Regions from separate parts of the Xenopus tropicalis genome. Here region 1 is linked to region 2. Evidence: chromatin contacts called from public Hi-C data. All regions are on one chromosome and are shown on one strand. Each heading gives the region's core, a stretch centred on a gene start, on an enhancer-like site or on the middle of the called end of the contact. The rest is flanking DNA. Distances are from core to core; before and after follow the strand shown. Region 1 has its middle 66 kb from the start of dact1. Region 2 has its middle 83 kb from the start of dact1.

Region 1 (3,439 bases), core at 61-2,560, 150 kb before region 2:
TCAACTGGTTAATTGTACCTCAAGCCAGTGCTTTGTGATTAGTGTAGTGACTGCAGATGCTCAATGGCCAGATTAATTGGGGAACAGACAAAACATAAGCAGGCACTTTTTCCTTCATGTTGGCTAGTTTCGCTCCAGGCCCATGATGTCTGGGCTTAAGCAGTTGTCCTGCCTAGAGCATTACCATGATATCATATAGAGACATAGTAGGAAACCATTAACAGGAACAAATATAATAGTGGTGTTCAGATGAATAATGAAAAATAAAGTCACATATAAACTAGTCAGCGCCAAGTAAATGACATACATTGTATTGTTGCCCTTAACGGTTGGGTAAATTGCTCAAAAGGACTGTGTAACTTCACTTTAGCAGCACATGTATAGAATCTATTATCTGGAATGCTTGTGATCTGGGGTTTTCCAGATTTTATGTATTTCCTGTTATTTATATAGCGCCAACATGTTTTCACAGCACTTTACAGAGATCATTCAGTCCCTGTCCCAGAGAAGCTTACAATCTAAGGTCCCTATTACATTCACACACACTGTGGTCAATTTAGTCAGAAGTCAGTTAACCTGCCTTTATATTTTTGGAGTGTTGGAGGAAACCAGAGTGCTCGGAGGAAACCCACGCAGACATGAGGAGAACATACAAACTCCTGGCAGATAGCGCCCTGGCCAGTATTGGATTCAGGACCCCAGCGCTGCAAGGCAGAAATGCTACGCACCGAGCCACCTTGCTACAGCTATGGGATCCCTTATCCGGAAACCCGTTATTCAGAAAGTTCCAAATTACGGAAAGGCCATCGCCCATAGACTTCATTATAAGGAAGTAATTCTAATTTTTATAAATTATTTCACATACACAGATGTCTAAACTGCCCCCAATAGATCCAATAAATAGTGACTGTCTATGGCAGAGGTCCCCAACCTTTTTTACCCTTGAGACACATTCAAATGTAAAAATAGTTGGGTAGCAAGGCAAGCATAAAAAAAAGATTCCTGGGGGTGCTAAATGTGGACTGTGATTGACTGTTTGGAAGCCCCTATATGGACTGGCAGCCTACAGCAGGCTCTGCTTGGCAGTACACTGGTTTTTATGCAACCAAAACTCCAAGCCAAGAATTAAAAAATAAGCACCTGCTTTGAGGCCACTGGGAGCAACATCCAAGGGGTTAGTGAGCAACATGTTGCCCCCGAGCCACTGGTCGGGAATCACTGGTCTATGGCATTTTTACATCAGCCCCTCTGGCACATGCTAGAATCTACACATTGCTAGTCAGGGCTTGTCCACCAGGGGTCATATTCTGACCTGCAGAGAAACCCTAGGAGCACCATTGGGGGCATACAATTCAAAGACTGGGATACTCATACACATATATATATGTGTGTGTGTGTGTGCTAAGTATGAACAAACTATTTTAAATTGCTTTTAAGATCATATTTAAAAAAAAAACAAAAAAACCTGAAAACTGATTATGTAGTTAAATGTACTCCTGAATTTACACAGTTATTGTGCATTTATATTTCTTTGAGTTAGGTTACACACTCATCCTATTCAATCTGCCAGTAGCCTAATCCTATCCCTTTAAACTGGTCACGTGATTCCTTTGCCTGGGTGCAAAAAGGCTGCTCTGGAGTGCAAATGGTTAAGGCTGCCTGCTGAGTGCTCAGGGTTCATTCTTCCCCCAGACAATATAACAGCAAGTTATTTTCAATGACAATGGGTAACCTTTTGACCACCCTATTCTTACAAATACTTGTTCACTTATATTTGACCAAGGGGTACAAGACCCCGACATGTTTATTGGCAGTAACAACATAGTCTAAGGGGACATAGTGACTGAAACCTACAGCCTATTTGTATTAATGTTCAACTCATGTGTCCCACTTGGACTTTAGAGTCATTTGTGCTTTGAATTTCAGATAAACTAAGACAGACAGAGCAAGCTTGTTGTTGAGTACAAATTCTACATTTTGTTACTTTATGAACAACAGGGGCTAATTTACTAACACATACACAGGTATTGGACCCCTTATCTGGAAACCCATTATCCAGAAAGCTCCGAATTACGGAAAGCCTGTCTCCCATAGACTCCATTTTAATCAAGTAATTCAGATTTTTAAAATTGATTTTCTTTTTCTCTGTAAAAATAAAACTGTACCTTGTATTTGATCACAACAAAGATATAATGAATCCTTACTGGGTGCAAAACAATCCTATTGGATTTAATTACTGTTTTATTGATTTTTTAGTAGACTTAAGGTATGAAGATCCAAATTACGGAAAGACCCCTTATCCGGAATACCCTTGGTCCCGAGCATTCTGGATAACGGGTCCTATACCTGTACTAAATTGCACCAGTGTCCATACCGATAGCAACCAATTAGATCTATATTATTTTCTTTTCCTTTTTCCAAAAGGCATGCAGAATCTTTCTGGATTCCTAATTCATATGGGATATGTATTAAGAAGTTGTAATCAGTAGTAGACAGTTTAAAGGTCATGCTGCCTGGTTGCTATTGGCAACTGCACTTATGCAAATTAGCATTTGGTGCAGAATAAAACTTCAATGCAAAAGATGCCATCCGCACCAATGTACAGTAGTTGGCTGGAGAAAAAAATTCAAGAGAAAACATCTGTTAAATCCAATGCAGAAAAAAATGGCAAAAAACTCCATTGCATTCGTGAAATTTCAGCAAAATGTTGCCATTTGTGAATTTTTCCTTGGATTGGCAAATTTACTATTCATTAATAAAATAGTGGGTCAAGGCGAACAAAGAATTGGCAGTCAGTCACTCTGATACTATCCAGAAGTCTGTAGTTACTGTATGTCCCTGCCGGGTTGTTTTCTGCCAAGTCCTACTTTCTCTGCAACTGTAAATTACCGCAATAAAAAGAAAAAAAAATGTGATTTTATGTACTGACAGAATCATAGAATGAACTTACTTAGTAGGCAAGCAGAAGTTTACCACAAGCCCCCTCCCCGTTACTGTGGCTGTCTTTCAGCAGACTGATACTGGAGGCTATATTGTTTGTGTCCTGCCAGAACAAAGGGCCTACCTAGCCATTATGGCAGCTGTGTGAGCCACATGAGGTCACAGCTGGAAAGAGAGACTGAGCTGTTGATTCAGGAGTCGCATTGAAGGGGAATGAAGATGACCTAGTAAGTAAGGATTATAGAACCAGCAAAACAAAAGAGAAATGGTTTCTTGTGAAACATCCCACATACTTATAAAACTGATGTATAAAATTGTGTCTTGATTAACAAAAGAACTTTTTTCCAGGGCGGGGGCCAGAGTGCTTAAAGCGTTGCATGAAAGTCTCCAGTATTGCAGTACTTTGTTACCCTTAATTTGCAGCCATGCAGCAGCCAGATAGGAGACTGTCAGCTGAGATGGTTGCTGGGAACTCTGCTGGTGGGGTTTCCTTACAGAC
Region 2 (3,684 bases), core at 1,156-3,655:
TCGGGCAGGTTTGATTTTCCAGTTAGATCGGTGACCACATCCGCTCATTGATACAGTCCTCGGTCCAGTGGCACCTATGCCTGCCGTTTAACACGATCGTTTGGCCCTAGGCCCAAAAGATCGAATTAGCCTGGCTGGGTCGGACTAGGGGTTGCAGGTCTCTCCTGGGCTACCGCCCGGGGGCCCAGGCACCGCCCCAGGTGCCCCCACCACACCCCCCACAGGGGCCCCTGTCATGCACCTCTAAACTCCCCCCTGCAGGGGCCCCCATGACATCCTCCCTTGAGCGTGCGTAAGGGTTAGGGACACCGGTGGCCCAGTCTGACCCTGTAGCCCGGTATCGCCCACCTTAGGTGGAAATATCGGCCACCTTAACACTAACAATTCAAAAAACTAGGTAGATAGAACTCCCATTGATTACTACATGAAGTTACAATTTTTCTGATAGGTAATTCTTTCATTTGAATTTGAAAACTTTCTTTTTGGTAAAAACTCAGATTTGAATATTAATATATTTGTCCCATATCATGATGCCAGGAGTACATCTCATGCAATATATACATTTAAGATTTTGTGAACTAAACACACATACAATCAGTTTTTTTTAAACTGCCCTTTAATAGCATCTATTGTATTTTGTATGTATGTATGTATATCTTTATTTATAAAACGCTACTTATGTACGCAGCGCTGTACATGTTTATGTTGTGACTAGGGTTGCCACCTGGACCCTGCAAAAGCCCGAGCCATTGTTACAATATACTGGTAAAGTAGTTGCCAGTAAATTTGTAATATCCTTTTGTTCTGCCCCTGGTCCAACCATTTAATCACTGATCCACTTCATTACTTTTCTCTGCTGTTCGATGGAGAATCTGTTAGCAACAAACCCACTTATGTTAAGGGTCTGCCTACATACATCATCATTCTGCTTGCTAATGTAATTGATCCACTCCCTAACACCTGGTTGTGCCCAGTAAGTCTTATTTTAAAAGGTGGCAACCCTGGTTGTGACCTTTAGTTTGATGTTTTTGTACATAGTTTTCCATGGTGAATGGACATATGTCTGTGTCCCAAATGGATCTTCTTGTTCTGCACGATATCTCCCACAATATTCATAAGAGGGATTAAAACGACCTCATTTAAAACTTAGCTGTAACTTTGGTGGGGACTGGGGTCGACAGAGTTTGGTGAGGCGCTATTAGTAAAATATTGTAGCTGAACTTACTACTTTTATTATTTTAACCATCTTGTCTGACTGTCCCATCAATCACTGGCTTTAAAGCAAACATTCCCTGCTTTTTTATTTCAGTAAACATTGACAAAATTATTTATGTATTGCCTTCAAATACCTTCCAATGCAAGAAAGTACCCCTTTGGTAAAATAAATAGTTGTAAAGAGTTCATGATAAGTGGAGGCATTTAGTTATGTTGCAAGCTTTCAGTTACTCCTTTTGTGTTCCTTCTGAAAGGTCCAAAGATCCTTAAGGTGCCTAAATATGGGCCAATACCCAAAATAACACCCTCTCTAATAAATGTCTGACTGAGGCTCAGACAGATATTAATCTGGCTGGGTGGAAAACCCCTCTAGCTGAAGTCCACAGTGAACATCAAATGTCTCATCTGCTCCCATTGTATCTAAAGGTCCCCATACAGGAGCCGATTCTAACTGCCGATATCGGTCCCTTAGACTGATTCAGCAGCTAATCGGGCCGTGTATGGGCACTCCCGACGGGCCTGCCCGACCGATATCTGGCCTGAAATCAGCCAGATATCGATCGGGCAGGTTAGAAAATCTAGTCATATCGGGGACCGCATCAGCTCATTGATGCGGTCCGCGGATCAACTTTGCCTATGCCCTTCATTATAATTCGATCGTTTGGCCCCAGGGCCAAACGATCGAATTACCCTGGATTCTCCCAATATCGCCCACCCGTAGGATCTGCCCATGTATGGGGACCTTAATTGTTAGCAAATATCTGCAACCTTTCTGAAGATCAGGCTTCCCAGCTGCTGAAAAGTCTGTATCCCAAACCCATTCTTCTGGGGACAGAGATACTACTCTTTCCTTTCTTCTCTGGCAATATCTGAGTACTTGCACTAAAGCAGCATTCACTTTTCCCACTTAAGATTATAATGCATTCCACCATCATTGTCTTCCTTGGTTATTGAAGCATCTTCCTAAATTGCTTGATATACTTTTTTCTTTTCAGTCTATCAGACATTCTGGGACCTAGCTTTTCTACTTGTCTCTCCCTTGTCTGTCCCTTTTCTCAGTATTTTGTCCCCTACAAGCTTATACAGCTGCAGAGAACACACCACTTCCAATGCCTACTCTAGAGGGTGGGGGGAGAGCAGAGACACACTGAAGCATTGAGGTTAGAGGGGCTGCTTGGGGCTTTTGAAATCATTAACAATGGTTTTGTTTTTAGACTTAAGCCCAGAGTGTGAAACTTTGGATTTGCCTTCATGCAGGTCACCTGGAAAAACAGAGAAAGCTTTAATTACAGCTCTCTGCTCTGTAGTTTAAACTCAAAGGCTTATCACAGCTAACTCTGACAATCCTTGTTACACAGACAAGTCCCCTTAAAATAAACAGGCCCTTAGACACAGTAACACTCCAAAAGAAATGGCAAAGCATTTGTTCCTTTCAAGGATGTGATATCAGATAAATCTGGCGTCTTCTGTTTTTAGGCAGAATTACTATCCACAAGAATCTAGCAAATGTGTTTAAATTATCCTTAGTTGAAACAAATAGGCAATAGTGAGTTAAAACAGAAATGCAATAGTATCTTTTAATCCTTAGTATAAGTAAAGTAAACAGAGGCATGGAACACCCTATGTGCAAGTAAAGGTGGGACTGCTTTGGCTCATTGATGCAGTCCTCCAATCCGCTCATTTGGTGGCCTCGCCAAACAAGCAAATCTTAACATGTATGGCCATCTTAAGTTTGAATAGGCAGGGTCACATGATCACAATACACTTTGGTGAACATCACCATTATCATATATATAGTAAAGTTACATAGCACTTTACATTCATTTCTAACACACAGGGGTCTGAACATAATTTAACAAACAAAGGTTTGTTCCTTTCAAGGAGGCGATATTAGATAAATCTGGTGTCTTCTGTTTTTAGGAAAAAATCACTATTAGTGATCACCATTTATATATTAAACTTACATAGCATTTACATTATTATATAATAAATAGGGTCTTATGATTATTGAACAAACAAGGGTTTTAGAATAAAAATGGAATCAAAAGGCCAGAGTCAGTCCAAGTAGTGTTGCTTGCTGCCTAAGGCAATGTTACCTGGCAAGCTCATACTCATAGCCACCCTTCACCACCACTTCCATCACCATCATGCCAAATATATAAATACTATACATGTACGTAAACTGTGACATTCCATTTTCCCTTGTCTTCCCAAAAAGCACAGCCTATTGTTTTCAATATGCAGAAAGGAAGGAAAATATCCAGTGAATGCTGTGGGTAATTCTCAATTTGCTAATTGGTTGCAACCATATGTAGAAAGCAAGCGGTGGTTAAATATGAAACAGACTGCTGGCAGTTTGAGCTGTTCTGATAGCAAAAGTATGTAGCATTTGGTCTAGATATTCCTTTCTGTTTCCAGCATTTGGCAGAGCGCTGTATAGTATTTTAAGAATCTGTTCAAACGTGCCTC

What was found. Hi-C and Micro-C count contacts between places; a contact is called where the count stands out from the background.
Region 1: a Hi-C map of gastrula embryo shows a contact between it and region 2, with 2.2 times the contacts expected there. The contact joins two enhancer-like sites. A contact is called at or near these places in 2 of 5 Hi-C or Micro-C datasets (gastrula embryo and neurula embryo).

The regions. Positions count from the first base shown.
Region 1 is chr8:103,388,467-103,391,905 of UCB_Xtro_10.0, reverse strand. No RefSeq gene overlaps it. Among named protein-coding and RNA genes, the nearest start is that of dact1, 66 kb to the right of the region's middle. Within about 2 kb of position 1,310, at least 4 of the 11 cell types and tissues checked have an H3K27ac peak or open chromatin away from gene starts, as enhancers often do. A contact at or near this core is called in gastrula embryo and neurula embryo, where this site is marked.
Region 2 is chr8:103,239,307-103,242,990 of UCB_Xtro_10.0, reverse strand. No RefSeq gene overlaps it. Among named protein-coding and RNA genes, the nearest start is that of dact1, 83 kb to the left of the region's middle. Within about 2 kb of position 2,405, at least 3 of the 11 cell types and tissues checked have an H3K27ac peak or open chromatin away from gene starts, as enhancers often do. A contact at or near this core is called in gastrula embryo and neurula embryo, where this site is marked.